Regions from separate parts of the Mus musculus genome. Here regions 1, 2, 3 and 4 are each linked to region 5. The links are chromatin contacts, called in public HiChIP or PLAC-seq and promoter capture Hi-C maps. All regions are on one chromosome and are shown on one strand. Each heading gives the region's core, a stretch centred on a gene start, on an enhancer-like site or on the middle of the called end of the contact. The rest is flanking DNA. Distances are from core to core; before and after follow the strand shown.

Region 1 (2,999 bases), core at 210-2,709, 1.7 Mb before region 5:
CTGACCATTCCGCACCCAGGCCACTTTTCAGGGTTCAGTTTACAGTCAACCATTTGAAAGATGAAGCCAGATGTAAGCCAATGGATCCCCCATTTTCAGAATTCCTCTTCTGTATTTTTGCTTCTTTGCATTGAATGGGCACTCAGAACGTTTGCTGTGAGCAAACTCTTGAACTCTTCAGATACCATTGTGACCTTTATTCTAAGACGCAAAACCAAGTGTAATGGAAGCAGCTCATATTCCTTATCTCTGTATGCTCTGAATAGGTGGCTAATGCTCTGGTGATTTATAGCTAATAACAACACTTGAGGCAGGTGACATTATCCTCGGGCCTAGGTGTGGCTGTAGACAGGAAGTAATGCAAACGGATTCCAACCTTCAGGTTCTTAGTCACCCCTCTAGAAGTTACCAGTATTTTTTTTTTAATTAAATAAACGTGAGCTTTTATTTAATTATCAACCAGAGTTCATTAAGGAATGTAGAATTAAAAAAGAAAAAGAATCTGAAAGATGGTCTTAATGATGCCTATGTATATACACTATATAAACCAGAAGTTTCTATCACAGCAATGAGACACATGATTGGACAAATTAGTCAGTTCTCTCCTGCCCCCTCCTTCTTGTCCTCCTCGCTATTCCTTCTCTTTCCCCTTTCCATCTCCTCCCTGCCCTTCTTCCCTGCTCCCTTCCCTCTGAGGTAGCTCATTAGTTCTTAACTACATGCCCTATCCCAAATATCACCTATTAGACTTTATGTTAGGGTCATAGGTAGCTCATAATTTTTTATGGATGTGAGTTTACCTCAGCAAAAATCAATGGTATAATTTGATACGACTGGGACTATTCCAAGTCCGTGTGTAGGAAGCCGCGGTCCAAACAGATGTCCACATAAAAGAATTAAAAGATTGCTAGAAAGGATGTAATAAAGGTGAGCACCCCTACTTTTCATTGCTAGGGGTTTAAGGAGCTCCTCAAAAATGGTTCCTAGAACTTTCCCCACTTCTTCTAGAAATACAGAGACAAGTATCCCACCTTTTCTTAAGTCTTCCCTTCCCCAGAAATATTTGAGGTTCTCTACACATCTAAAAATTGAGGACCGACTTTGGCATGTGATAAACAAAGAGTAAAGGAAAGCAATGAAGAAAAAGGAAGCCGAAAAGAATGGCGTTAAAGCAGGCAAGCAAGCAAGCAAGCAAGCAAGCAAGCAAGCAAGCAAGCAAGCAAGCAAGCAAGCAAACAAAATGAAAACAAAAACACCCAAACAAGTAGCTTGTGTAAATGTAATATGAGTCCCTGGTTCTGGGCTTCAGGTCTGCAGTCCAAGCTTCCTGGGGCGTCTGGGGTAACTAGGCAACGCGTTGCCGTAGTAACTGCGGACGCGCAGAGGGCTTGACCGGGGCCTTTTGGTGCCCCGCTGGTCGGGGTGAGGGGTCCCGGGTTCTCGCGAGAGTCGCGACGCCAGTCGGAGGGGCACCGAGGGGCGCAGTTGCAAGCATGGCTGCTCCGTCTGGGGTCCCGCCGCTGCGGGTGCTGGAGGAGCTGGGCATTGGCTTGTCACCCACCGGCGAGGTGACAGAGGCGGTGACCTCCGAGGGCGCCTACTACCTGGAGCGTATCCTTCTGGTGGCCTCCCGGGCGGGCTGGTGACTGACGGGGCCTGCGTAGGGGCTTCCTGTCGGGGCGTCTGTGGACGCCATTGATGGAGTGTCCATGGGACCTCCAGGTGGAGTCCTTGCCAGCCCAGCTCTGTCCCAGCAGAAGCCATTTTAGGAGTGTAGGCTCATCTGTGGTTACAGTCATGAGCAGAGTAGGGAAGCCTTCCAGGACCTTGTAATTTACACCCTGACTTGTAGGATGGAGGCAATTGGCATGAAGGTGGCACAAAAACTCTTCCAACTCTCTGATGAATGGTACACACACACACACACACACACACACACACACACCCTCAGCATACCTTCTTAATAACTTCCATCAGATACTGACATATTAAGGGAGATCTGTATGTACCTTTGGGCACCCTGTGGTCTTGTACCAGGTCTCTCCATAGGGTTGCCTACCTTCCTCTGTAGTTTCTTTCGGTTTTGGCTGTTAAGTGGTAGCACTGTAATACCCTGCCGCCCCCCCCACATTGGGCTAATAAATGTGTGTGGAATGAGCAGGCAAATGCTTGGAAAAAAGCAACAGATCATGATGAGCAGTTATGAATGTAGGTACCAGAAAAAAAAAACGAATAATTTTATATGTATAATTAGGTTCATTAACTCTTTTGTAAGTCTTTAGCCTTCTCTTCTCTAGATAGGAAATTCTGGATTAATGCTCAGTGTTTGAAAATAAGAGCCACATACATACAATAGATAAATGAAAAATGGCTATCTATAAAGATGTTAAAGACAGTAAAAAAATCTATTACTATTATTATTGGAATAGTTATAGTATGGGTTTTTGTTGTTTGTTTGTTTTGTTTGGATTGGTTTTGTTTTTGTTTTGTTGTGTTTTGTTTTGTTTTGTTTTGAGACAGGGTTTCTCTGTGTAGCCCTAGCTGTCCTGAAACTTACTTTGTAGACCAGGCTGGCCTCGAACTCAGAAATCCGCCTGCCTCTGCTTCTGCTGGGATTAAAGGCATGCGCCACCATGGCCGGTTTAGTATCTTGTTTTTAAATTCAAGATCTCATAGATCCAGCAGTGATTCATTTTGGGAGCTTTAACAGGCTCAGTTAAGCAGAAAATATGTAGTATTATATTGGATAAAAATTATTTTTATAGGAGTTAAGTCTTGAAATCAATTTGAAAAAATGTGGGCTGCCTTAGTGTCATAAATGAATCTTTATAATCTGTTTCAGAATGTTCACTTTAAAGTTTAAAAAAATCATGTTATTATGTCTAATTTAATCTGTACCAAATATGAGGGTTTCCAGTGTTCTTCCTAGTGAATTCCAGCAAAACATTTGTAAATTTTTTGTCATGGAAATGATTTCTCTGGGCATAGTTTAGTTATTA
Region 2 (3,035 bases), core at 35-2,534, 1.0 Mb after region 5:
TGTAGGGTGGGGCTTGAACCCTCTCCAGCTACACTGGTACAACCACTAGTGACATCTGCAGGGCAGAGCCTGGCCACTTGTGTGCCTTGAGGGTTTATAACCTTTACAAAGTATACTTTTACAAGAGTTCAGGCACTGAAAGCCTTCCCCTGCCCCTTGAGTTGGCATGAATAGCCAACACTAGCAACATTCCTCTTCCTCCTGTTGTGGGCTGCTATTTTGATAGCTCCTGTGTTCATGATATCTTACTGCAGTCCACCTCATCGTCTCTTCTTATTAAAAAACACATCACATTTCCCTAAATGTCTGGTCATTTCCCCAATTAACTCTGTATTCAGAGATCTATCTCTTTGCAATGAGCTCTGTTTGAAAACAGAATCGTTTCAACCTTTCCGTGTACGCTGATGATAGAAGAATATTATATTCAACCATTGGAGGACAGAAAGAATGCTGTGCTCAGAAATGGAGTCAAGTAACCTTGATAGTATCTGATAGATGGGAGGGCTTTGGAATCAGAATAACAAAGTAGCTAAATACAGCCTGGAGAAAATTGTGGACCAGTCCTAGTTCCGTTTTCTCATTTATAAAATGAGGATAATGGAGCTGGGTGTGTGGTGCACAACTTTAATCGCACTCCAGAGAAGGATCTCTGTCAGTTTTAGGCCAATGATACATGTTAAGATCCTGCCTTTTGAGGAAAAAAAAAAAAAGATATAATAATAATCTTATGATGGTGCAAGTCTGTAGGAGGTGGAGGCAGGAAAGACATCCTCTGGTACAGGGTGAGTTCTTAGACAAGTCTGGGTTACATGAGTTACTGTCTATGTTTCATAGGTTGTAGTTCGGATTAACTTAAGTTCCTATTAATGATCAGCACGCTGACTGATGGAGGCTCTAAAAATTTCAATTCCTCTTTGGTCTAGGAAAGCAGATACTCAGCAGCGGCTGGGGCTTATAAGGACGGCACTATTAGAAACGGGTGTGCCAGGAAAATCTTTATTAAGTATCAAATCAATCTGGCTGTCTGACATGTCTGGAGACACCCCTGACACTGAACGCTCAGCCTTCCTTACGCCTGATTAAATGTTTGGAGAAACTGAGAGCTACAACTCCCAGGGTGCACCACACCTTGACCCGCCCACAACGTTACGCCTCTCAAATTCACCAACCTCCAATGGGCAGGCTTTCCGATTCAAACTACAAACCCCAGAAGGCCCTACACCAAGTGTACTATCACCCACAATTTATGACCGGGATCTGCGGCCGTACTGGCTGTTGGGAAATGTAGTTCGACGGTGGCCGAGCCATTCAAATGCCAATGGCCCGCTCCAAGATGGGTGAAATTGTAGCGCTTGAATTCTAGTTCCTCTAACAGTCCAACCAGAAGCGAAAACTGCCTAGGCAAGGCTCTGAAAGACGCTCCTGGTCTAGGGCTGTTCTGCTAAGGTGCCTCACCTTACTGGCCTCGCTAGGTAAGAAAGTGGGCTGCGAAGGAGGTAGCAGCATTGGAGACGGACGAGACCAAATACGGCAAGAGGAGGGAGCAGTGGGGACGGGAAGATCCAAGTGGAAATGCTAGAGGCAAAGTGGGGCGGGGCGTCCCCTTTTCTCAGGCACCCAGGATGTGCACAGGAAGGGAAGGGAAGCCCAGGTCTCAGCAAAGAGGAATGTCTATGTGGTGGTGTGCATTTGTGGTTTATGGTTTATTAGTTGGACCTCTCATTCCGTGGTCTCATCTCCCCAACTGGGTCAGTCAGCATACTAGGCCTTGGTAGGTATAACCCTAGTTGAATACAAGGCTGAGAGTTTTCATTGCTGCTGGCTGGCAGGCTTGAGTGTAACATCTGTGAGAGGAGATGTTTTGGGGTGCTTTGTCTAAAGGGAGTCTTAGCAAGGATTAAAATGTAAACCCTCTGAAGTCAAGAGTCTAGAGCTTTCTTTGACGGCTGGCGGTGCTACTGGAGTATTTCCTATGTTACAATCATTATAATATAAAAGTAACTTTTATCCTGTTGTAGTTGTCTGGGAGGCTCACTGCCTCCATCTGCTAACCTAGGCCTAGTCCTGGAAGCTTCTAGCCTCCTTATATTCTGATCTGGGCCTTGAATGTTTTCAGCCCCTTGAGACTTGCTGCTGAATAAACTCACCCTTTCGTGTTTTTTCTGAACTCTAGCTGGCTGGTTCAACTCAGCTGTTCTGGCTCAGACTTCTTTCCCCAGCTGACTGATTCAGTCTGGCTTTTCTCTCCGCCTCTGAATTGCTCTGTTTGGTCTCAAACTCTAGGAATCTGGTTCTAATCTTCTGGCTCCTTCTCATTCTCTTGCTCATTCTATCTTTACCTGTGTCTGACCTGTTCTTTCTTCAGCCTGTCTCTGTAAAGCTCTCCCGGTAAAACTGCCTCCGCCTCCCTCTCTGCTGCTCTACTCTTTCTCTCAACTCTACCGTATCCTGTGCTGTACTCTCTCCTCCTGCACTGTCTGTCTCTCCCTTAAGTGGCTTCCCGTTCCTCATGAGAGTTGGGCATATCCTATTCTGTCAAATCTTTCTGATTCTCGTCACTTTGTCTGCCACTCAATTAGACATCGTTTTCAACATGGGTGCTTTCTCCTACAAACTAACTTTACCTTCATTGTTTTGGAGTCAAAGGTGAGTACTAAAGGCATATCTGTATTCCAGCCAGAGGGAATGTGTCAAGGGCTGGGCCAAACCCTAACTAGAAACTCAAGTTCAACTATCCTGTAACATTATAAGGTAGTGCTATTTGGGTAAGGCTTAAGTCAGACCCAGCCAGAGAATTTGGTGTTCAGGCCCCTGCATCTAGAGCATTGTAAAACTGGTTCAGCCTATAGGAAAATGTCTAGGGTAAATGAAATCACAGTACAGAATAAATGTATGATCTTACGCTGTAATGAATACCTGTGTTTTCCAAATATGTGGCAAGAAAAGTTCAGAACTATGCTGTGCTCTGAGTGGTGGTGATGTGTGTTGGTTGAGTTGAACTTAACCCTTTATGTCTTCTGTCTGAATTTGGCACA
Region 3 (2,774 bases), core at 45-2,544, 1.8 Mb before region 5:
GAGAGCTAGAAGTTTCCTTAGAAGAAGAGGAAGTGGAGAAGGGAGCTTAGGGAGGAGAGGAAATTCAGGAATGCCAGAGTAGTGTGAGGAGAAGACTGCAAGTCCCTTACACTGGTGCCATGAAGATTTGTATTCTGTTCTAGGGTTATTCAAATTTGCTTCCTTACTACTCCGGTTGCTGAAAGCTGTGTCCTTTTAAAACATATGGGTAAGTATCATATTGTGTGTGAAAATTAAAGAAGCACTTGTCTAAAAATATGTAACCTGGATTCTATTCCTGGCCTAGCTGCAGACTCCTGTTAACTTATTAATATGTGCATGCCTCCGTTTTCATATGTACATATAGATTTAACTCTTCCCCTCCTGCTTGGAGGAATTTTGGTGAGGGTGTGGCGTCTGTATACTCCTGAGTACTATTGAAGTAAATAATAGGAATAAGTACAGTAGAGTTCATGTTATCATACCGTTTTAGTAAGAAAAGCATTCAGTGATGGAAAATTTCAGGTTTCTTTGTGATTATAAACAAAAAATGACATTCAACTGCTTAGTTAGAGTGTACATTCCTATGGATAATTTTGGTTCCTTATCACAATGTCATGTATATAAATTAAAGATTATTGTAAAACATCCACTCTAGAAAACAGCCACTTTGCTGTGCCTTAGCAGCACAAGGCTGGAACTGCCACAAATTCAATCAATATGATGTAAGGGCACAAACTGACTGTCACATAAGATAATTAAATTGAGGCAAGTAGTCTGAATTCTTAATTTTGGAATTATGGTAGAGATTTTTAAGTCATTCTGCTACCAGCTCTTTTATTTGTAACTTTTTCTAATCTGGAGAGTAAGCCAGTGCCTTGGGTATCCCAAGTAAGCATGCTGAGTGACATTCCCAGGTTTTATCTATTGTTTGTCTGTCTACTATCTGTCTGTCTGTCTATCTATCTATCTATCTATCTATCTATCTATGGATGGATCTAATCTATTATCTATCGATCTTCCTTTATGTATCTATTTATATATCATCTATGTATCTATCATCTAACTATCTAGTATCTATCCATCTGTTATTATTATCATCATTATTATTATTTATTATTATTACTATTATACTTGATTCCCATATGCCATAATCAGGATATTTTAGTTACTTGTGGAAAATTAAATCTAAACACATATCATGCTTGTATGTGCCATGGCTTTATCCTCTGTCCTCTGTTAACTATAACCTGCTCTGGGGGAAAACATACTGAAAACCATCTCCAGGCAATGTAAATGTGTTTCTCATTAAGCTGTCCTTCTTTGCATTCACAGAGGTTCTAATTCTGAAGGGAAGGTTAACCTTTTTCTGGCAGCAGCAGTTCCAGTTGTAGAGAGAACGTGCTATTGATTTCTTAGGATTTTTGTTTGCCAGTCTTCTGACTGGTACACAAGATAAGGACATGAAAAAGAATGAATAATGCATATACCTCCATAGGGGGAACCTCCCGCTCTGCCTGTGTGGGAAATAGAGTTTCTCTTGTGTTCTTTCCTCCCGAATGTCCTGTGAGTTTTCCTTACTGCAAAGAACTTGACTCTTGGTTAAATACAGAAAAACTACACTTGTGATATTCAGTATCTTCTATGACTTGGATATTTTCTGATTTACTTACATATTCTTTGTAAATTCAAGTAATATAAGGACACCTTATAGCGCCACACCATTTTAAGTGTTATGCCGACCTCAGCGGGCTGTTGTGGAAAACATGGCCAAGACAGGGCTGAGTATTCTGTGCTCTATAAAGAGATAAAAACATTGAATTTAATTAAAAACGACTTGATTACTTGTGTGACCTGACCTTGCTTGAGATGCTGATCCTAGAGGACATTTTGTCATGTACGTCATTTCTACAACACAAGAGCACAGTTCATCTTCACCTGGTGAAATTGTCCAAAGTAATTATAAGAAGAGGTTTTCAAAGCGTGTGTGTGTGTGTGTGTGTGTGTGTGTGTGTGTGCGCTGATGGTAACACGAGCAAAAAAAGGGTTCTAGCTCTATCCCAGACTTCTTGTTTCTGAGGTAATGGCTATGAATTTCCACTTGGGCCCTATTCCAAGACTGTACTTCAAAATGACCTCAATGCGTGCTTTAAGATACTTCCACATGGATGCATAAAGCTCACAGAGCTCTGTGCTCATTCCTGCTAATTTTTGCACTCTTGAGCATATGAGAGCAAACGACCTAACATACCCACTTTTTCTGAATGTCAGAGGAAAGCACACCTGTTTTTGCGTCTTTACATCTTCGTGTCTCCTCAGGGGGTGACGCCTTTAGTTGGGGGATTTCTGGTTGGGGGAAGAGGGTCCGCACCACAGTCTCAGTCAAAGTGATTATTATCACACTGGTAAGTTTCCACTGTGGCTGCTGCGTGTAGGCTGTGAACACATTTGAAGTCAGCAGGAGACCGTTAGAAACCTCCCCTCCGCTGAGGAGCCTTGCAAACCTCTGCTCACCAGAGCACGCTCATCAGCTGCGGTCAGTGGCTTCTTTGTTCATCCAGGGCTGTAATGTCGCTTTAAACTGTCTTCTGTCCCACAGAGCACACCCTCCTCCAAAAATGAAAGAGGAAAAAGAAAAAAAAAAAGCACTACAAACAATCCCCATGAGTGTTTTTGAATTCTCTTCTGTTAATCTTGTTCTAATGGTATGAGGTCTTGCCAGGAGCCATTTGTGGTTTAGACACACTAAATAACATAACATTCACACAGTTAAAAACAATTAATATCAAGTATCA
Region 4 (3,091 bases), core at 470-2,969, 1.9 Mb before region 5:
TATTTCAAGCCCCAAGCAGGTAGTGCATGTTGCTCCTGCAACCTGTGCCTGAGAAACATACTACAGTGTACTGTGCGTGCTCATTTGCAAGTCATTGAACTCTCTGCAAATGATCTGATTCCTGCTGGAGATAGGATAGGGACATAGGGACGCTAAGTGTCCTGTGAGATGGGCTGTAGCAAGAGAAGAACGACTCTCTCTCGTCAAAATTTACCCGGTTTATTGGGGGAAAAAATAGGAGAGGGTAATCTCCAATTTGCCAACTGTAACTGCTATCTAAGTATTTTACCACTCACTACTTCCCACAATCGCCCTGCAGTTTGAGTACTTCCCTAGTATACAGACAGCTCTATTCACAATTGTTGCAAGTTGGTTCATCATGTTCTAATGGGGGGGGGGGGGGGGCACAGAGAACAAACAAAACATAAGAAAACAAAACAAAACAAAACTACTTAGTACTAGACTGTATCCCAAAGACTTTTGCGGCAGTTGGCCAACTCTGGCTTGTACTGACGTTTTAGCCCACCCCAAATCCTGTGTGAGCACCTGTTCCACGTACCCTAATTTCCTGCCAGACTATGGCCGGAGACAATGCCAAGCCTACTTGAGACATTCGGAGTTCCAACAAGTCAGAAACTTTTGGCTGTGCACGAGGGGAGGGGAGGATTTTCCTCTCCCCAAGTGTGAGGAATGATTTTCATGCATCAATAACACAAATACTTTTGTATCCCCAGAAACAAAAGTAAATTGCATGAGACAACACCCCCTAGCTTTGATTCACATCATAAGAAGATCGATAATCTAACTGTATTCTTTGAGGGAAAAAGTTACAGAATTGACAAGTCCTGAAAAAGATTTTTACTTATTTTTCCCCCCTTTGGCCCAGGTCCTTTTTGCCTTTAGTTTCAAAACTCTCAAAGCACCAGCAGCTAAATTATTCACAATGAGCCATTTCTGTATTGATCGCCAAGTATATTTAGCCCTAGCTCCTGGAATTTCTCCATTACTTACTGGAAAACAGGCAGCTTCACTTCTTGTCTCCAAAACCACTTCCCTTCTCCCTCCCCTCCCCTTCACCACCAGCCTCCCTACCCCCCTCCCGCCCCCCAAAAACTTTTCTTTCTTTCTTTATGGAATAATCAGATCAAATTCCCAGTCACTACATAGCAGTTAAATTCCGACCTGCTCTACTCTTATCAAATTCTTTCAATTAGGTTACGTAAGGTTTGAAAGAAAGGGACCCGGAAAGTTTTAAAGGGGAGCAGTTTCTACCGAGAGCTTACAAATGAGTCTATCTCTTTAAAAATGTACACATTTAACACACATACTAAAAAGAAGCGTCAGTTAGAAGCAAAAGAAGTCTGCGCCAACAGTGAAAGGGTTATTAAACCCTCAGTGAAGGAAAAGGAAGAAAAAGGAAGAAAAAGGAGAAAGAGAAACAAAATGTACATACAAAAGAAATTGTCCTCTGATTAAAAAACAGTCATCACCATTTCCAGCTCTGTCGGGAGCTCCCAGCTTCTTCTAACCCCTCAAGGAGGAGGTGACAATGTCGGGCTGAAGAGAAACGGAGAAAGAAAGAAAGAAAGAAAGAAGTTTTTTGTGTCCCCCCCCCCTTCCCTCCCTGCCCCCTCCAGGCAAAGCCCCCTGCAGAGTTGAAGCCGAGGAGGAGGGAAAGCACTTTACAGGTGGGTCATTCCAAGACCGAATCCAGCAAACAGATCGGCTGATAAACAAAACCAAGAAATGAGAGAGAAGGAACACTCCCCCCCAACCTCCTCCTCCTCCTCCTCCTTCTCCTCCTCCTCGTCCTCCTCCTCCCCCGCCCCCGCCCCCTCGTCCCTTTGGGATGGTCTAGTAGGAAAAGTCACTCAGGAATGGCACCACGTACTTTCAGGAAAGAGGAAAAAAAAAAAAAAAAAAAAAAAGACAGGGAGGGAGGGAGAGAAAGAGAGAGAGGTCAGTGCTACAGCAATGCGATTAACGAGAAGAGAAAAAACTTGATCCACCGGTTCCTTAAGAATCGACCAAAAGCTAAGACAAGAAAACTGAAAGAAAAAGGGGAGGGGGGGTACGAGGGGAGGGACAGTCAGGCAGAACCCAGCAAGGAACCTAGGCCAACTTCACAGGACTGTTTTGTGGCCTCTGGCAAAATAGGAAAAAAAGAAAAAGAAAAAGAAATTAAATCTTCATTCCATCTCCTTCGTCCATACCAGAACCTGTCAAAGCGATTTAACTGTTGCTGTTATACATGTGTCACACCAGATTTTTATTATTATTTTTGTTTTGTTTTGTTTTCAATCTCAACAGTATAATAGCCTCTATCCAGACAGCTGCAATCTATGCCAGGTTATCCAATCTTTCTTCTTGGAATTCAAGTTAAAACAAAGCAAAAACAAGTCCAAATCCATGACAGCTATAAAGATGAGAACTGATTAGTCCATTAACATCCCAGAAGCAGATTACAAGGAGGGGACGATACATTAAGGCAAAGGACATCATCTTCAACGAAATTCCCTGAGCGTCCTTAACAGAGATCATTTCCCTAATCAGAGCCACAACCCATCCCTCCCCAAAGAAAAGCGTCTATATTATTATTATCCCTGGTTAACAGCAACAAGTCATTCGATCACACCACACTGTTAAACAAGATTCCATATCATTACACTTAACTTTGAAAACACTCCCCCTCCCCAACCCCTTTGCAAACCATACACAAATTGATAGATAATCTATGAATCAGAAGACAAATAAAACAAGAGCTGTTCTTCCCCACGCAAAAAGCCAAGCGGAGATTTACCTCAGCAGTGCATGCAGTAAAATAATCCCATCACCCTTTTGTTTGTGTTTACTGTTAGTGTGTCCTCTCCCTCTCTCTCTTTCTTTCTTTCCTGTGCCTAACGTGTGTTTGTGCACTGCAGTTGGTGGTGGAAACTAAGGCAGTGGATCTGTAGCTAAGGGTAATCCTGTTTTTACTTCCTCCATCTTCAGCGAGGAGCAGGGTTAGCCCGGGACAGCTGGTCAAACCCCGAGAAACCGATCCGGCGGAGCCCGAGCACATCTCCCCCGCCGGCCGGGCTCGCGCAGACGC
Region 5 (3,195 bases), core at 9-2,508:
TGAGACAAGGTCTTGCTGTTTCTTTGGCAGGTATGGGACTTAAAGTGTGGACCAAACTAGCTCCAAACTTGCAATGATCTTTCTGAACCTTGTTCACCTCTGTACATTGAAAGTTGTGAACACATCCTGAAGACACTCTCATGATCCTAATATATCTTCCTTAGAAACATGAGAGGTGTTCAGAGCAAGGAGTTAACACGTTCTGAGGTCAGAAAAATGAGATAGATATTTGATCAATAGATATTTGGAGAAGGAAAAAGAGATTGGACTATTAGAGAGGAAAGACAAGAAGCAGACTAGCATCCAAATAATAGGAAAATGGACTTTGCACAGATTGGGAGACTAGACTGGAAATAAAAAGCTAAGCTTTCTATAGAATTGTACAATTTTAGGCTCCTTTATAGAATTTTTAAGTTCTTTTTTGGAATTGTATTAAAGAACATTACAAAAGAAAACATAATCAAAAAATTAATTCTAAACATTAATGTTAAAAATAGGGCTGTTAGCCGGGCAGTGGTGGCACATGCCTTTAATCCCAGCACTTGGGAGGCAGAGGCAGGCTGATTTCTGAGTTCGAAGCCAGCCTGGTTACAGAGTGAGTTCCAGGACAGCCAGGAATACATAGAGAAACCCTGTCTCGGAAAAAAAAAAAAAATAGGGCTGTGTATACAGCAAGATATGTTTATTTTGTGCCAAAGGTGTCACTTTTATTAAAAAGAAGCAGATGAGCTCAATTTTGCTATTCCTATTTTTAATAACTTAAGTCTTGAAACCTTTACTCCTGCCACCTGGGCTTGAAGGAAAAGAGCATTTTACACATGGTGATCTTGATGTAAATTCCAGGCCATTTTATAATGTGGTATGAAAAACTTCAAATGACGGTCATTTTACTTCTTTGGGGCTCTCAACTGTGGAGGCAATGACTTCATGCGTAGGTCTCCCAGACCTGTAAAAGGGAGACCATAGCAGAAGGCTTCTCTAATCCTTTCTGACATCGTCAGACAGGGTCTGTTTAGTCCTCTCGCTAGTTTCCCCCAATCAGTGCTCCAGCCGCCGCGGCCCCACCTCCCGGGACCTCAGCAGCAGCACCCCAGATGCGCGCGAACCGCGAGTCCCCACGCCCAGATCTGGGTTCGGAAAGAGGAAGCCCGCGGCTACAGATCCCAGGCTCCGGAGTTAGCAGCCGCCCCGCCCAGCGGCGCCTTCCACCCTAGGCTGCAGCTCACTGGAGGAGGGGCGGGACCTCGGGGTCACGTGGGGTCGACACGCCCTGCCCACTGCTTCCTGAACCGCGGGGTCCGGCCTGCCTGCCTACGCACGTGGCCTGTCCGTCCCTTGACTCCGCGACCCAACGCAGCATGGCTCCGTCTCAGCTTGGTGAGGCCCTCGCGATGCATCATAGGGGTCCTGCCTGCACCATCCCCGCCACCCACTCATGCCGCTGGCCGAGCTGGGGAGGCCCCGGGCCCGGCCTGCAGGCTGGGTGTCCCCAGTGCTGGGCCCTGGGCCTGCAGTTGCATGAGTCCCCTTCCCAGGAGTCCTCCCCGGGAGATCTCGGTGCCAGAAGCCGCGAGTAATGAGAACTGCCTTCTCTTTCAGCCCTGTTCAGTGTGTCTGACAAAACTGGCCTCGTGGAATTTGCCAGAAGTCTCGCGTCTCTTGGTTTGAGTCTGGTCGCTTCCGGAGGCACGGCAAAAGCGATCAGGGATGCTGGCCTGGCAGTCAGGTAAGGCAGTAGGTAGCGTTAAAGGGAGAAAAACGTTGTGACCATATTCACCAGAAAGCCATGCAAAAAACTGACAAAACACAGGGAGAAGTTAGGTTAGAACTAGGGAGCCTTGAGTTTTAGAGTCCTAGCACCCAGCCACTGTTTGCAAACAAATTAACTTCGGAGGGCCATGTGTTATGCAGAATAAACACGAATGTTCAGGTTCCATGGCCTGGCTTTGACTGGTTGCACAGTTAGACTGTAACATCTTTGAAGATCTGTATCTCCCTCTTCATAGCCTCACCCATCAGAAAGTACCAGTGGCTCGATCACACTCATCTCCTGACTAACAGTGGGAAGGGTTTGACAAGAGATGTCAGGAGATGACCCTGAAGGTCTGGAAGGTAGAAAAGGAAAAAGACCTTAGTTCCCTGGCTGTTTTCATTGCCATTATAACTCTTGGTTTGTGGAGAATCCCTATAGAGGTAAATTATTCACCTCTTCATAACTCTTGTTTGTGTAAGCAGTACATAACCCCTGTACATTTGACAGCTTCAGACAGCAAGAATGCCTTTACTTAGTAAATGTCTTCAGTGGATTCTCTTGTGACTTATGGGAGTCCGGAGCATCAGGGACAGCAGACAAGTAGGCTCCTGTGAGGTGCAGTTGAGTTACTGTGGAGCTGGTATGGGTAGGCCATTGTTGCTGTGGCATTTACGATGAAGTACGAGGAGTTCTTGCATTGTCTATCGCCTAGTTTAAATGTTTCTCAGATGGTCATTCATATTTCCACGCCACTGCCCAGTATTTGCTTGCCCCGTTACGCCTTCTCGTATTCTTTTGGTGGTATGGAAGACTGACCCCAATGTCCAGTCCACTCCTGAGCTGTATCCCTAGTTCATTTTTTATGCTTTGCTTCAGAAACTTTTAAAACTTAGAGCCAGGGTCTCTGTAGGTTGCCCAGGCTGGCCTTGAACTTGTGATCCTCCTGCCTCTTCCTCCTTGAGTGAGTTGGAGTATGGATATCTTTTAGAAATTAGAACTATGTCCTGTTAAAGAGTAAGTGTTTTTGTTTGTTTATGCGGGTCCTGGTGCATGGGAGACAAACTTTGTACACCTGAGCCATATTTCCAGTCCAAACATATTTTTAATGTTTTTGTTGTTGTTAAATTCACTATAAATGATTCTCAGTAGAATCTCTTTGCTTTGTTTGTTTGCTTTTGGTTTTTCAGGCAATGGTTTCCCTATGTTGTCCTGGAACTTTATCTGTAGACCAGGCTGGGCTTGAACTCACAGAGATCCACTTGCCCCTGCCTCCTGAGTGATGGGATTAAAGACGTGTGCCACCACTGCCCTTGAATTTCATAATTAAAGGTTGTTAAGAGTCTGGACATTGTAAAGCCAGTGCTTTAATACCTAATTGATTTTCTAAAACATATCATTTAGGAAATATAACATTTTGCAGTATATGAATAACATTTAGGAAA

What was found. Promoter capture Hi-C pulls out the DNA fragments that hold promoters and counts their contacts. HiChIP or PLAC-seq counts read pairs in DNA pulled down with a chosen protein or histone mark.
Region 1: a contact with region 5 is called in a promoter capture Hi-C map of embryonic stem cells, with 15 times the contacts expected there. The contact joins the promoter of Spag16 here to the promoter of Atic in region 5. A contact is called at or near these places in 7 of 39 promoter capture datasets (the 3T3-L1 cell line, cranial neural crest, embryonic stem cells and 4 more) and 4 of 115 datasets of contacts at active chromatin or transcription factors (astrocytes, embryonic forebrain, large pre-B cells and 1 more).
Region 2: a contact with region 5 is called in a promoter capture Hi-C map of pre-B cells, with 4 times the contacts expected there. The contact joins the promoter of Smarcal1 here to the promoter of Atic in region 5. A contact is called at or near these places in 3 of 39 promoter capture datasets (the HPC-7 cell line, neutrophils and pre-B cells), 6 of 484 Hi-C or Micro-C datasets (B cells, CD4 T cells, CD8 T cells and 3 more), 3 of 115 datasets of contacts at active chromatin or transcription factors (astrocytes, bone marrow-derived dendritic cells and pancreatic cancer cells) and 1 of 9 other capture datasets (liver).
Region 3: a promoter capture Hi-C map of second pharyngeal arch cranial neural crest shows a contact between it and region 5. The contact joins the enhancer-like site here to the promoter of Atic in region 5. A contact is called at or near these places in 6 of 39 promoter capture datasets (cranial neural crest, frontonasal cranial neural crest, hippocampal neurons and 3 more) and 2 of 115 datasets of contacts at active chromatin or transcription factors (embryonic forebrain and stem cell-derived neural progenitor cells).
Region 4: an H3K4me3 HiChIP or PLAC-seq map of pro-B cells shows a contact between it and region 5, with 5 times the contacts expected there. The contact joins the promoter of Ikzf2 here to the promoter of Atic in region 5. A contact is called at or near these places in 4 of 39 promoter capture datasets (the 3T3-L1 cell line, cranial neural crest, hippocampal neurons and 1 more), 2 of 484 Hi-C or Micro-C datasets (CD4 T cells and muscle stem cells), 3 of 115 datasets of contacts at active chromatin or transcription factors (astrocytes, pro-B cells and stem cell-derived neural progenitor cells) and 1 of 9 other capture datasets (adipose tissue).

What each region holds. Positions count from the first base shown.
Region 1 is chr1:69,825,511-69,828,509 of GRCm38.p6, forward strand. Spag16 (sperm associated antigen 16) reads left to right here and starts at 1,460. Exons shown (of 17, transcript NM_029160.3): 1 at 1,460-1,611. The coding sequence starts at 1,494.
Region 2 is chr1:72,581,967-72,585,001 of GRCm38.p6, forward strand. It overlaps Smarcal1 (SWI/SNF related matrix associated, actin dependent regulator of chromatin, subfamily a-like 1), which reads left to right and starts at 1,285. Exons shown (of 17, transcript NM_018817.2): 1 at 1,285-1,472.
Region 3 is chr1:69,766,542-69,769,315 of GRCm38.p6, forward strand. No RefSeq gene overlaps it. Among named protein-coding and RNA genes, the nearest start is that of Gm29822, 20 kb to the right of the region's middle. Within about 2 kb of position 1,295, at least 24 of the 459 cell types and tissues checked have an H3K27ac peak or open chromatin away from gene starts, as enhancers often do. A contact at or near this core is called in second pharyngeal arch cranial neural crest, where this site is marked.
Region 4 is chr1:69,684,241-69,687,331 of GRCm38.p6, forward strand. Ikzf2 (IKAROS family zinc finger 2) reads right to left here and starts at 1,720. Exons shown (of 8, transcript NM_011770.4): 1 at 1,454-1,720.
Region 5 is chr1:71,555,898-71,559,092 of GRCm38.p6, forward strand. Atic (5-aminoimidazole-4-carboxamide ribonucleotide formyltransferase/IMP cyclohydrolase) reads left to right here and starts at 1,259. Exons shown (of 16, transcript NM_026195.3): 1 at 1,259-1,377; 2 at 1,600-1,726. The coding sequence starts at 1,359.